Regions from separate parts of the Mus musculus genome. Here regions 1 and 2 are each linked to region 3. A link is a contact called in public Hi-C and HiChIP or PLAC-seq data. All regions are on one chromosome and are shown on one strand. Each heading gives the region's core, a stretch centred on a gene start, on an enhancer-like site or on the middle of the called end of the contact. The rest is flanking DNA. Distances are from core to core; before and after follow the strand shown.

Region 1 (5,099 bases), core at 1,116-3,615, 140 kb after region 3:
AAACAAAAGCAAACAAACAAACAAAAAAAAAAAGGAAAACTCTCTCAAATGTTATTTCCAGTTGGGGAAAGGTACTATGGGCTTGCATTTAATATACATTGCCTCATATGCTCTTCACAGTAAGCATATAGGATTTGGCTAATGTTTCCATTTTATATCCTGGCAAGTGCGAGTTTAAAAGTCCGCCAGCCAGCCTCCCCAGTGGACTTGTGTTCAGGTCTTAGATAGGCTCAGAAGACCTGGTCCATTTGATCTGTATCTGGGTGTTGAGGTGGAATGACTTAGGGCTTCCACATTGGATCTTTTCCCACTTTGGATTTGTTTTCAGCCTCCTAACAATGTGCACTTTGTCCATTGGATTGATGTGCTTGTCCGTGATAGTTAGAATAGATTTCCATCTAAATGCCATTAGAATCCTCATTTGGTAGCGCCTATGCAGATACTATGTTCAGAGAGAGGAACTTGTTTAAAAAAAAAAAAAGAGGAACCACTTAAAAAAAATTCCTAAATGCAGTTTGCGTAAGACAAATTTGGGAAGAACCATAGAACTAGGTTACCTGTACTTAAATGTTCTCAGTAGGAAAGAGGACCAATTTGTTAGTGATTCCCCTTCCCACTCCCACTCCTGTTCCTGGGAAACATGTTTCCATACCGGAACTAAAAGAATCTTGACTCACTTTACAGTTAGGCTACATTTTGTACCCTGAGCCTTGTTAGCATTCTGACCTCTTAAGTGGATTATCTGTTGTAACAGTATATTTCTGGTAGGCCTTGCTTCAGTGTTTCACTGTCTGGGGCACTGGCCAGCCAGATCTGAGAATTATATTTAAATAACAGTACTTTGTGAATAGTTTCAGAAGGTATAAGGAAATCAACTGTTGCTCCATGGTATGGTTTTATAAAGGCAAATACTATTTCTGTTCCATCTGTTGGACTTTCTAACCGGTTTCCAGTGGTTTGAGCTTTACATTTTATTTTCTTGGCTTTGTTAGAACTAACAAAGATGCTTTTTGGTGACTATTTAAAGGATACATTTTATAATAGCTTTGTGTTTCCTAAGCTTTCAGATAACAATGAGGGGAGTTAAATTTTCCATTTAGCATTTGAAGAGGAGTCTTGCTGGGCACTGGAAATTAAAACATAATGTTCTGTATGCTTAATTCACTTAAGTGGGTATTATGAAGTACTTGTTACATGAATGGGAGCTTTGGACTGAATTCTTTGATTGGGAGACAGAGGCTCAAATACATGACTGACTGGTAAAGTACTACAAGCAGTAGCTTGTTCTAGACAGACAGCAGGAGGAGATGCTGCAGAACTGATGGGGACCCTCAGAAAGGATAGCTTCGAGAACACCCCACTTCAGACGTGTAAATGTTGGGCTTGGGGCCAGCAAACCAGAATCCTGTAATCCTGGTGCCTACTAAAATCTAGTCATGAACCAACTGGACAAGAAGGTTAGTTTTAAAAGCCCCTGATGAAGCCGGGCGGTGGTGGCTCACGCCTTTAATCCCAGCACTTGGGAGGCAGAGGCAGGTGGATTTCTGAGTTTGAGGCCAGCCTGATCTACAAAGTGAGTTCCAGGAAAGCCAGGGCTATACAGAGAAACCCTGTCTCGAACAAACAAACAAACAAACAAACAAACAAAAAAAAAACCAAAGCAAACAAACAAAAAAAGCCCCTGATGAATTAAATCAGAGCAGTTTGGGTTGGTTAATGTCTTCCAACATGGCTGATAAAGCAACCCATCACATATAAACAAAAAATGGTTATGTAGATTGTTATTTCAAAAGGACAAGTGCCTAACTTCTCTTTAAGGCCAGCTTTCTGAGTAGACTGTTAATAGATTTTGAAGTCACTGTTAAGGTGCATACTATTGATTAATTTCCTGCAATTTGTCTCTGGTGTAGTTACCTCACATCACTGGTAATGGTGACTTTCAGAGGACTGCTTTGTTACTGGAGCTAGCAGTTCACGTTTTGTTTTGCAGTAATTTTTTTAAATGTCATTTTGAATTTTGCACAGGTTCCTGTGTGGATGTAGATATGGAAGCAATATGGACCATGATGCAAATAGACCTGATTCCATAGGTTTTTTTTTATTTGTCTGTAGACTGCCTATATAAATTATGCAGCATAAATGCAAGCAGTATTTTGACATTAGCATTTTAAGTTTAAAGATCCCTACTATGAGTGGTGCTATGTTGAGTTGGTGGAATGCCAGGTAAAAAGTCAGTTCCAAATGTACTGTTTGTTGCTTGCCTTGAAACACCATCACCTCCTCCTGCCCCCAAATACACACACTCCTACCACCAAACCATTTAGCCTTCAGGATTAATTTCCTGCCATTTGTCTCTGGTGTTCTGCCTTATGCTTCACCCTTTTGTGGAATCTATCACGCCTCTCTTGTCTCAGCTATGCTGCAGAGAACACTGTAAACACTTCAGATGCATTTTTGTGTATGCATTTTCCCCATTTACTCTGTTGGATACTTTGTAAGGTTGAGGGCAGCACTTAAAATTTTTTTTTATTGCTTCCATTCTTATTTGTGCTTTATCTCAGAGCCTTGCACAAAATGGGCACGGGAGTTTTTGTTTAATGTTCTCTAGTGGAATTCCGAGTGATCCTCGGAAAAGAGCTTTGCCCCCATATGTGAATGGTTAGTAATGTTTGATTATCCCAAGAAGATTTATGTCCTCAAAGGGAAGATCAGTTAAGAGATGAAACTACACAGGAGAACTTCGTGATCTGGAGCAAGTGACAGAGTGTTCCGTTGTTTTGACCCCTGGGGTGGGTCCTTTAGTGAGAAGGAACTACAGAGTGAGGCTGAGCATACATTCGAGTTCTCGCCAAGCTGCTGTCCTGGATCTGTTATTTACTTGGAACTCTGTGTGTGCTTTCTTAGTAACCTTGTTCTACTGCTCTGACAAAGCAGTGAATTAGGAATTGTTTTCTCATTTTATGGAGGAAGAAATTGGGGTAGGATTTATATTTAAAGTTACCAGTGTGTTTGCTTGAGGATGGAAGTTTTCCATTGCTTCTTTGAGACATGCTTTGTCATTTGAAAGTGAGACCATCAATTTGTTTTTAATTAAAACCTTTATTTATGTGTGTGTGTGACTGTGTCAACTGAGTGCAGAAGCCTGAAAAAGCCACAAGAGGGCATCAGATCCTTTAGACCTGGAGCTGTGGCAGCTGTGAACCACCCATGGCCAGCATAGGTGCTGAACTCAGGTCCTCTAGCCATCTCCAGCTTCCTTGTTCACTTTCTTAAAAATTAATTATTTATGTTTTCATCCATTCATCCATTATTTATTTATTTTATGTGTATGGAAGCACACAAGTGCCACAGTATGCCCATAGATGTCAAGAGGCCAACTTGCAGGAGTTAATTCTCTTTCTTAATGTGTGGGCCAGTGGGATCCAGCCAGGTCTGCAGGCTTGGGTGAAAACACCCTTACTCACTAACCTATCTCCCTGGCTCTGTTTACTCCTTTTTAAACCAAGAAAGAGCTGTTGGCTCTTGTATATCCTTGGAGCCCTTCACAAAACTCTGTTTGGATTAACTGCTGACCCCATGTGATATACAGAGCATCTGGCAGCTGGGGTGGAATTCTCAGCTGTCTCTCTTTGTTTTGTCCACAGAAGGAAATGTGAGTTTTATCTTACTGCTTGGGCAATGGTACATTCCTTTTTTGGTTCATGAGACCCACCAGTCTGGATGTGGGTTCATTTCCTACCATTTTTGTTATCTTGCATTAGTTTAAAGATCAGGAATGAACATAACCTACTCTTAATGAGCATAAAATTGGGAGGCATCTCTGGTGTACCAAAATTCTATTTTGAGGTTTAGCTGACGTTGTCTAGTTCATCCTTGTATTAAGGAAATCCAGGGAGCAAACCCTAAGAAGCTAGGTCTGCAATTTTATCTTTCCCTTACTAAATCTGTTTTCTAGATCTCGGTGACATTCCTTATTCTTGCCACATCTATGGGCATGATTAAACATTGTTTGTATCTTACTCAAAATTAACTGTTTTTATTTCTTGACTAGGAGAGAGAGACAGATGTTTGAAGACATACTACACTGAGGTTGAAAACCATAGTTTTTCTGGATAGTATAGTTGAGAATACTGCCTTTTTTTTTTCAGATGTGATATATTTGTGTGTGTGCAAATGTTCATGCACACTAGTGCATATACACATACAGAAGCGATTGGCAGAAAAGTATATTGTAGTTGTAATCATATACACCTCTGATTATTTCATGCCTGGTAGTACTTATATAGTATGCTGTGTTCCCTACTTAATTTTCTTTTGTAATCCTAATAGCTTCATGAAATGACTACTCTGTATTAGAGAGGGGGAGACAGTGTCACAGCACCTGTGTCATTTGGTGGATCATGCAGCTAGTAAGGGACAGAATTAGAACCAAACCAGGTCTCTGTCAGTCCCTACAAAGTTAGCAATAAATATCTATTCTGACTTCATTGGGTGCCTGATCAGATTTTTGGAGAGTCTTCTGTGCCTTCTAGAACGTGGAGGATTAACTTAGAGGTTCTCTGAACTGCTTCATTGATGACTTTGGAGAAGGAAAGATAATTCATAACCAAGTAGATAACTGAGATCTGGCTGAGTTCAATACTCGAGCCGGTCTGCCCCCTTCTATCAGCTGCAGAGTAGGAAGAGCACAGCTTAAGTAGCTTGCTCTCACGGAGGGGAAGAGGAGAGGAGTGGAGAGTCAAGGAAGACGGATGTTACCTACCAGCTGTGAGCTTTCCTAAACGAAAATTAATAAACAACAACAACAACAAAAACCTTTGTTTTCTGCACTTTAAGCAAATATCTGATCCTGTTTAAGAAGGGAGAATAGACTGTCTCTTTACATGTTGACCTAATTATTGTAGCCGTTCCACGTAGTTATGAAACGGTTCTAAGAGAGGAGACACTGCTTTAAAAAAAGAAAGATAGATCTGATAAAGGTGGATGGAGAGGTGGTGGGAGAATGGAGGTCCTCCTGGGGATAACAGACTGCTCAGGGCAGCTGGGGGTACCCAGTGGACTCACCAAGCAGGGAAGATGGCTTGGGGAAGGTAAGCTAA
Region 2 (4,350 bases), core at 647-3,146, 230 kb after region 3:
GTTGGTACAGAAAGACTTTACAGTGACCAGAGCATCTCTGGTTCTCTAGAGAGATGCTTGGGAACTTGCAAGCAGGAAACATTTGATTCTAATTAGAACAGAAGGGAGAGGCAGTGAGGAGCAAACCATTTGAGAACAGAGGGGAGACAGCTTTGTGTTCATTGGGAAGAGGGGATTCTAAATTATAGCTTGGTGAAAGTTGATCCATAAAATATAATAGGCAGCCAGATTTTTTGTACACTTAAGCCTGCCCCTCCTGGACCTTTGGACCTATGCCCTTAAACCACATGATATCAAAGTTCTTGTATGCTCCTGCACAGAGTCCCGTGCTTTTTTGGTTAGCTTAAGCAAGAATTTTATTTACAACTTCATCTCTTCAATTGTCTTGTGTCTACTGTGTCTAGCATCCTCTGTACTGAAAAGCATCATGTGCTTACTGTCTACGGTGCCGGTGTGAGCGAGGCTTGCTCTCTAGAGCACCAGAAAGAGGACATTGTCCACCTTCATGCTTTTAATGGACCTGTGGTGGGATCAGGATGAGGCTTGTGTTAGAGGGAGCTGAGACAGTGGTGTTTGGGTAGACAGATGGGTAAGTGAAGAACTGGCCACCTTACCTGGGTTTGCTCCGTTGCTTTCTCCTAAGCAGACTAGCCTCCTTAAACACCTGGCCTGAGGAAATGGTGACTCATTAGACCTTCGTTACCCTTTCACAGCTTCAAAAAGAAAACACCTTTCACCAACTTTGCTTGCATTATTGAGAGAAACTGTAGTATTTAGTCCCTTCACTTCCTTTCTGTTGTGGTGTTTAAGGTTGTACACTCACATTCTCCAAATCCGTGTAAGGGGCTGCACTCTGTCCCCTTAGAGAGAACGTAGGACTGCTTCTCCCGGAAAGCATTAGAATGCTGTTTCCCTTGTTTGGTGTTGCTTTTGGCACAGAGTCTCTTTATATAACCCTGTCTGTCATGGAACTCATGTCATGGATCAGGCTATCCTCGAACTCACAGAGGTCTGCCTGCTCTGTCTCCATAGTGCTGGGATTAAAGGCATGTCCGTACCTAGCCCACTGTGGGTTTATTTTAGGGTTTTGTTTTAACCCCCTTTTCTATTCTTTCACCTCTCTTTTCTGCTTTTTGCTTCCTTGATTCCTCTTCCTCTTTACCCCTCCAATGTTTATTACAGTCCCCAGTGTCTAAAAATGAACGACTGTGTCTGCTCCTGAGGCATAGGAGACTGGCAACTGGAGAGGTCTGGAGAAGCAAGAAAACAGGCAAATGAAGTCACATAGTCCCATGATTGAGAGGTGTGACAGGCAAGGCGGTCTCAGCCACGTGACTCTTCTTAGTCCCAAGAGTCCTAAGAGACATGCGTACATTCATCCTATGCCATCTCTTTAACTTTCTTTAGAACTTTCTCAGACCCCAGATGAGACAAAACCTTAACTTGTGATGACTTCTAACCCTTGCCAGACATTTTTGTAGCTAATTCTACATCCTAGAGACATAACTCTGAAATATTTGGCTAACATTTTTCTGATATTAAATCATTCCTTTGCATTCTGCAGGGAGATGCTGTATACGCCTTGGCTGGATTCAGGGTCTCTGTGTCTTTCCTGAATGCCAAGGCTGTAGTACAGACTAGTAGTGTTTAGTATAACACCGCCTTTCTTTATTAGCATACTACTGGCATCAAAGGGACTGAGGTCGTTCCTTGCGGTGTCTGACAGAGCCTTTTTCACTGGGGACTTGTAAGGAGGAGGAGGAGCAGGAGGAAGCCTGTTGGAAAAGGAAGCCTTGTTTTTTCTCTTAGTCTGTAGATGATTCATGTTCCCACCACTGCAATTAGGTTTCCAAACCTCCAAGGCTGCTGGTGCAGGTCTGAAAGGGCAAGTAATGACGATCTTGAGAGAGCAGGGTAAAGGGTGTGGAGGCTGCGGAGGGAGGGACTGGCTAGCTAGCGGCAGCCAGCTAGGGAGGGAGGGAGGGAGGACATCTGGGGGAGTGGTCTATTTTCCTTGTACTCGGCCGGCTGGCTGTCCTTAGATATTTTCAACTTAAGTCAAAATCCAGCCCTGCTGCTGAAGAGCTGGAGACTGGCTAAAAAAGTGGATACTCTAGAAAATACCTCCAGATTTTTTTTCTCCCCCCCCCCCCCCCCGCCTCCATATAGGTTTCTTGCCTTTGTTGTTTTAAGGAATTCTCTCGTGCCATCACTTTGAAATAGCCACCTTCCTTTTAAAAAAAAAAAAAAAAACCTTTGTCTTCGTGGCTAAGTGCTTACTGGCTCTGGGTTTTCTGCATACATGTGCCAACCATTATGCTTAGCCAGTTCGTCCTTAATTTTTCTACTGGAGTTCTCGGCAGTGATGGAAAAGATCTGTGCTTCTCTTTCAGTCAAGATCTGCACAGCAGCGATCTTACTGCAGACTGCTTTTATTATGAATTATAAACTCGTCTCCGTGCTCTGAAGTTGCCAGAAAGTTCCCACTTAGTTCACAGATTTGGAGTCTGCTTTTTTTTTTTTTTTTTTTTTTTCCTTAACCCGAGAGTTTTCTATATAGAGGAATCTGGAAGCAGAAGTCTCCTCCCGCCCACTGTGAGAATTTGGAATTTCGGACCTGTGTGAGCACATTGGTCCCTGGATTCAGCAGATATCCGTCTACATTTTGTCTCTTCTTTTCTGCATCTGTACAAAATGTATGAGCGGCACAAAAGGCGCTATAGCCTGTGTGACATCTCCAAGGTGGACAGGACTGTCGATGTGGTGTTGCTGAAGGTAAGAAGGGGCCACACCTCATACAGTTTCAACATCTCAGGAAGACTTCTCTCTGTACCCTTACTGCCCGGTCTTGATCCTTCCTAAACTAGGATGAAGTGTGAGAAAGCCTGAGCTAACAGTGACAGAAGATCAAGGGGGTGGGGGGGTGGGGGATTTAAAGTTCTTTAAAGGCATGTCTGAACAGAGACTGTGTCTGTGTGTGTGTGTGTGTGTGTGTGTGTGTGTGTGTGTGTGTGTGTGAGAGAGAGAGAGAGAGAGAAAATGAATCTGCAACAAAGCACTTATTACTAAAATAAAATTTTACTTGTTCTAAGTAGAATCTAAATAATCACAAAGGAGGAATTCATTCTCAGAGCTGCCCTTTTGCTAGATGCCTCTGTTTTTCTGTTGCTTGCCCCATCCCCACACCTCAATTCCACCTCTCTTTCTCTGTGAGCTTCCTTTTCTGTCCGTCTCTTTGTCCCTTTGTCTGTGTAGGTCTTTGGTCTTTCCTATCCATCTGCTCTTCTCCTGTCTCTCAGTCTTAGTTTTCCAGGGAAACAAGAAGTCAGGATTCTGTTGGTACTGTCTCTAGTTGACTCTTTTCCTGCCTTAGCTTCTGACCAGTGATGAGCTGCATTTACATTTGTTTGATTTCACATCGTTAGTAAGGTTGGGTGTCTAAGCGGAAGGGGGCGGAGACTCTGAACTGGCTAATTGTTCACAGAAGACATCCTTGAATCTAAAATTAGTAAGGACTTCTACATTCGGTAAGGCCAGAGTCTGGGAATGTTGGACAACTCATGAAGTACTTTTTGGAAGTTTAGCTGTTTTCTGGCAAAGGCAGGGAAATTGGAAGTCAGCCAAGTACTTCATAGAAGCCAAAGAACCTGAACATCTAAATTTTGGAGAGTGAAGCAGGTTAAGTGAAAAAGGAATAATTTTGGATAAAGTACTAATCTAATGTCTGGGTTAAATAGTGGAAGTCTATTGTTGGTGTATCAACTCTGTTTAGTACTTGAGATAACCCACTTTCTTTTATGACATTACAATGTTTTGCTGTTGTATATGTGGCATGGCTCACCTGTTGTATAGTCAGAGGATAGCTTGGGGAGTTTGTTCTGTCCTTCAGCCTTGTGGGTCCTGGGGATCAAACTCAGGCTTAGCAGCAAACACCTTTACCAACTGAGCCACCTCACCCTTGTGCCACCATCCCCTGCCCCTTTGAGATAAGCACCTCCTTAACTTGGTAAAGCATCCTAGGCTAGCCTAACATTACCTTCTTCCCTTGGCCTTTCGGGTATGGGTTACAATACTTAGTCTCTCCCTACAAGAAGCTGGCAAATGAGCTCAGAAACCTAGACACAGAAGCCAGTGAAATCCACATTGGGTGTGGCCCTCGGAGGAGGTGTGATTTGTGGTGTGGTGGTGTCACTGCCCCTCAGTAATCACTGTCAGGTGGTTTAACTTGCCAGGCCTACTTTGTAATTTGGTGTTTTGAACTTGTTCCAAAGATGATGTTGGTTTTAATTTCTCTGAAAAGTCATTTCCTCTGAGAGATAACAATTATCTTCTGATATTTTGCCCTCTTAT
Region 3 (4,706 bases), core at 30-2,529:
GATATTTATGTTACAATTCACAATAGTATCAACTTTACAGTTATGAAGTCGCAAAATAACTTTCTCATTGGGGTCAGCACGAGAGAAACTACACTAAAGGGCCGCAGCATCAGGAAGGTTGAGAACCATTGCCTTAGTGCAGTGTGTTACAATAACACATGGGTCTGTTTATTTCCTCCACAGACCTGTTCATAAATCCCTTCTAACATGAAAAGCATGAGTTTCTAGAACAGAACTTGACACATAAGAGATGCTTAGTAATAGTTGGCAAAGGGGTGTATTGATTTCATTTGCCTTAATGGAAAAGTTCCTTTTACAATTGCGTTTCTTTTAAGGATCCTGCTCTCTGTTTTATGCTCATATTAAAACAAAACCATGAAGCATTGTCCGATCACTGGAGCGGCTACTACAAAACAGAAGCTTCCTAGTAGCAACCCTGGCACCTAGCTGCCTGCTTTTGTTCTGCTTGAGCCACCGAGTGTCTGAAAAGTGACTAAGCCTCCATAAAAATGATATTGGCAAACCTATGGAGTTAATGAATCATGAGGTAAGAGACCAGAAAAAAAAAATCTTCCTGCTTGTGTGGGAACGTGGATTTGAATTGACTTCCTGGTTCTGCTGTATTAATGGGACGAATGCTGACCTTGGGGTTAGAAGATTGGCATTTAGGTCTCAGATTCACTCCGTTTGTTATGTGACTGCACAAAACCTAGCTATCCTAAAGTTCACCTTCTTCACGTGTCAGCTGGGTTTTCTTGTACATACCAGACTGTGTTTGCTGTGAGGTCAGTACGTTGAAGCACCCATCAATGGCTAAATGTTTTTAAATTACAAAGATAGTTGACTAACCTGGGTCCCAGCGTGTGAGATAGACGCAGAGGATCAGGAATTCAAGGTTACCCCTAACTGCCTGAGATGCTCCTCCAAAAAAATAAGCAATAACAAAGATAATTGCGTATGCTAGAGAGGGCCCAGGTCTATTCCTGTTCTCAGCACTCAGTGTATAGCCTGGGCTTCCCTTATTACAAAACCAGGTACTTTCCCTAGGAACAAAGTGATATTGTGCTTGCCTTCCAGGTACAAAGCCCTAGGTTTGATTCTCAGCACTGAAACAACAAAACAGCCCCAAACAAAAAAACCAGGGCTCTTTGGAATTTGAACCAAACTTCTAGTATGAAAGTTTGGCAAATGTCTGTGCTGGGTTCCAGAGAAAACAGCCCTGGAGGGATTGGGGGAGCACGTAGGAGGGCTCATGCTTTCCCCATGACTGGACGTGCTCTGACACATTCATCCACGGTAACAAGTGGAGAGAGGCGTGGGCTGCTCCTGTGGAAGCCTGGGAACATGCAGAAGACTGTAGAATGACATGGCTTTAAACATCAGCTCCGAAACACCCTGGCTCGTGAGTGAAAACAGTTCCTCCCAGCGAGAGACCCGTGTGAGGCCGTGAGAGTCGGAGCATCAGGGGATGCTCTGGTGGCATCACATCTGAATCACTCAAGAGCAGAGTCTGGCTTTAGGGATCCATCTGCTCATCCTGATTAATCATCCCAGAACTCTCCATTTCGAAAGCCAAAGCAAGTTCATAGCGCAACGCAGCTATTCCACGGTGGCACTGCTTGGTCCAGGAAAACAGTATTATTTCCCTAGTTGTATATTCACGCAATTAGAGGACCCTGGCATGCAATATTTATACAGTATCAGGAGGAATCCACAGAAGCTGAGGCCCACAGAGAAGAGGCACAGCCCTGGGAAGTCTTGAGCAGGACCAGAGTCCAGGTGTCTTCACTCCCAGCCTAAAACTCCACCTCCTCATCCTCCACCCTCCCAGGCCAGTGAACTTGGAGAAGCCAGATGTTTCCATTGATCAGCTGTAGTCCAAAGAAAGGGTGGAGCCCGGTCAAAGGGAAATTTGTTAAGTAAACAACCTAGCCAGCTGCAAGGCAGTTCAAACCTCCTACTATAGACTGCATGAGAGTCATCATCTAAGGGAGGCCCAGGTTGTCAGGACACTTACGGGAGTTGCATCAAACTCAAGATGTTTGCCCAACCAGTTCTCTTCCTCATTAGTCTTCCCCAAGCAGGTTGGGGATTGAACGGAAGGCTTTGTGCTTGCTAGACAAACACTCTACCCACTGAGCCCCCGCTCCAGCCTGGAAGCTGAGACGTTCATACCAATGATCTGAAGCACTGGTTCTCGAGCTTTGGATCTCGACTCCTTTGGGGATCACATATCCGATATCCTCCAGATTCAGACAATTCATAACAGTAGCAAAATTGCAGTTATGAAGTAGCAACAAAATTTTATGGCTGGGAGTCACCACAACAGTAGAAGATATATTAAAGGGTCACAGCATTAAGAAGGTTGAGAACCACTGCTCTAAGCTCTCCTTAACTGTCCTCTAACATTTTATCCCCACAACTCTCTGAGTCACACAACAATAATAATTCACAATGAGAGAACTGAGGCGGGAGGTGCCAGGACATTCTCCCAGTCACAGGCTCAGAAGGTCATAGAGCCGTGTAGAATGTGGTCCCTGTCACCAGTGGCATTTGGTCCATCACATTGAAAACTGCATACTGACACAGTTTAAGTATACCAACAATTTAGTTCTAGATATTAACTATCTGTATGCATATTCCACAGATAAATAAATGGTCCATTTCTAAGCAATGCCTTGGAAAAAGTAATTGTATTTTGAACATTCAAAAAAAAAAGTTTACATCCATACACATATAGGCAGACATGTTTCACTGGTGATTCCACATTCACGTGTAACCTGAAGATTCAAGGAACTGTCTCCATTTCATCATGCCAAAATCACATGTGCATTGTTAAGTCCCAGTCCAGTCTGCCCTCTGTGCTCTGAAGAAAATTTGTCTCCTTGTCACTCACCTTCAAACTAGTTTAAGGTAATAATAAGTCCCATTTAGTCAGTGATTACGTACCAAGCAACTATGCTAAGCCTTTTAAATTAATTACCTCCCAGCAATTACTGGAGAGAATTACCATTATTAGCTGACTGGATACATCGCACATGACCACTGAGGAACAGAACCATGCTCTAAGCCCCCGTGCTCTGACGTCATCCAGCTGTGAAGCCCATACTTAGAAATTTAGGGAAATGAAGCTGTGGACCAGAAGCTCAAGCCCCGCCCCATCGTGGTTGAGGAGGCAGCTGATCCAAGCTACCCTGTGCAGTGGCACCAGCTCTTGGTGTGTGCTGAGATGCAGCTCTGGAGAATCCTGGGTCTGGTCATTTTATCGCTAACAACTGCCTGGGGGTTCAAACTCACATAAAGCAATGATCATAGGCATAGTGTCTGTCTTGTGGGTAGGTTAGAGTTTTAACTCTTTTTTTTTTTTTTTCCAACAAGCCAGTTTGGGTAGATGGCTAGCATTTGTTTACGTTTCCAAGGCCCGCAACAGGTAGTAACATACCGATGTAAGATTGACCTCATTCAATTGCCCAACAGCCTCTGCTCTTGTTATCTCATTACCTGAGCACAATGCCTTCCTGGTGTGCAGAGAGTTAATGAGGTCACCATCCCACACAGGAGAGCTTTTATTCCAGGGCTGGGCTTCTGCTGGGGCCTCTTCTCCCTGCTTTAGCCACCTGTGGTCACTCCTTCACATCCATTGGCTGTCTTTGGTGAACAGGCTATTGTTCTGTGGATGTTTTAAATGGCCCCTTTTGCCTATTTTTATTTCTTCTAATTAGGTCAGCAGCTTCTTGGGGACAAAGATTCTTTTACTTATTTGACACCTCACCCATAATGCATAGCATTCTCTTTGTATCCAATAGGTAGTCAGGCGTGCATTGTTGGCTGACTTATTTTCTCTGCCTCACCACCAACATAAGAGGAAAAAATAATCAAGCAGAAAGGGAAATGAATGAGCAATGGTCTAGATGTCTTTAGCTTCAGAAAAATTAATAGTTCTCTCTGCATTTTTATGGAGGATTCTTACTTGACGGTCACATTTTCCTACACATTAATGACGTTTTTGGTTGTGTTCTGGTGATAGTTGTTGTTATTGTTGTTGAGGCAAGATCTCACTTACTCTAAGCCCAGGATTCCCTGCAGCCCATGCTAGCCTAGAACTCACAGCGATCCTTCCACTTCCAGCCCCTCCAAGTGTTTACGTTACAGACACGATATCATCCCCTATACCAGCATTTTTTTTTTAAAGACAAGATTCCTTGTAGCCCAGGATGGCCTCAAACTCCTGATCTTTCTGCCTCTGGGATTCTATGCTTACAACACCATACCCAGCTATAGTGACTTAGTTTTGTTTTGTTTTGAAACTGGGTCTCATTATGTATCTTGGGTTGTCCTGGAACTTACTCTGTAAACCAGGCTAGCCTTGAACTCACAAGAGCTCTGCCTTCTTCGTCCTCCTGAGTGCTGGGGTTAAAGCTGTACACAGCCCTGACCTTGCAGCTATGTTGACTTTTCTAAACAAAGTGAAAGCCTTACTGAGTGCTAGGTTCCTTGTAGACATCCCTGTTTTATTTATCCTCACAGTAACAACCATCAACAATAACTGGTTTTATCATTATTGAGATTGACTGTCTGGGATATGAAGGAATTGCCCCAAAGCTTTCTGTCTGAGAACTAATGGAAGTGAGACTCAAGGCCAGTGGAATTCCAAAGCCCAAGGTTTTCCACTCCACTGCCTGTCCCGAGGCTCTGTCCCATGGTTT

The links. HiChIP or PLAC-seq counts read pairs in DNA pulled down with a chosen protein or histone mark. Hi-C and Micro-C count contacts between places; a contact is called where the count stands out from the background.
Region 1: a Hi-C map of uterus shows a contact between it and region 3, with 3 times the contacts expected there. The contact joins two enhancer-like sites. A contact is called at or near these places in 2 of 15 datasets of contacts at CTCF or cohesin (the NIH/3T3 cell line and large pre-B cells), 23 of 484 Hi-C or Micro-C datasets (B cells, the BV-2 cell line, CD4 T cells and 17 more) and 5 of 115 datasets of contacts at active chromatin or transcription factors (bone marrow-derived dendritic cells, embryonic fibroblasts, intestinal crypt epithelium and 2 more).
Region 2: a contact with region 3 is called in a CTCF HiChIP or PLAC-seq map of the NIH/3T3 cell line, with 11 read pairs. The contact joins two enhancer-like sites. A contact is called at or near these places in 1 of 15 datasets of contacts at CTCF or cohesin (the NIH/3T3 cell line), 3 of 484 Hi-C or Micro-C datasets (muscle stem cells, nephron progenitors and uterus), 4 of 115 datasets of contacts at active chromatin or transcription factors (the NIH/3T3 cell line, heart atrium, microglia and 1 more) and 1 of 9 other capture datasets (adipose tissue).

The regions. Positions count from the first base shown.
Region 1 is chr7:75,550,681-75,555,779 of GRCm38.p6, forward strand. All of the region lies in intron 2 of Akap13 (A kinase (PRKA) anchor protein 13), which reads left to right. Among named protein-coding and RNA genes, the nearest start is that of Akap13, 98 kb to the left of the region's middle. Within about 2 kb of position 2,366, at least 15 of the 459 cell types and tissues checked have an H3K27ac peak or open chromatin away from gene starts, as enhancers often do. A contact at or near this core is called in uterus, where this site is marked.
Region 2 is chr7:75,640,690-75,645,039 of GRCm38.p6, forward strand. The region is part of intron 8 of Akap13 (A kinase (PRKA) anchor protein 13); the gene reads left to right. Among named protein-coding and RNA genes, the nearest start is that of AU020206, 140 kb to the right of the region's middle. Within about 2 kb of position 1,897, at least 228 of the 459 cell types and tissues checked have an H3K27ac peak or open chromatin away from gene starts, as enhancers often do. A contact at or near this core is called in the NIH/3T3 cell line, adipose tissue, muscle stem cells and 1 more, where this site is marked.
Region 3 is chr7:75,410,957-75,415,662 of GRCm38.p6, forward strand. No RefSeq gene overlaps it. Among named protein-coding and RNA genes, the nearest start is that of Gm46017, 24 kb to the right of the region's middle. Within about 2 kb of position 1,280, at least 59 of the 459 cell types and tissues checked have an H3K27ac peak or open chromatin away from gene starts, as enhancers often do. A contact at or near this core is called in the NIH/3T3 cell line, adipose tissue, muscle stem cells and 1 more, where this site is marked.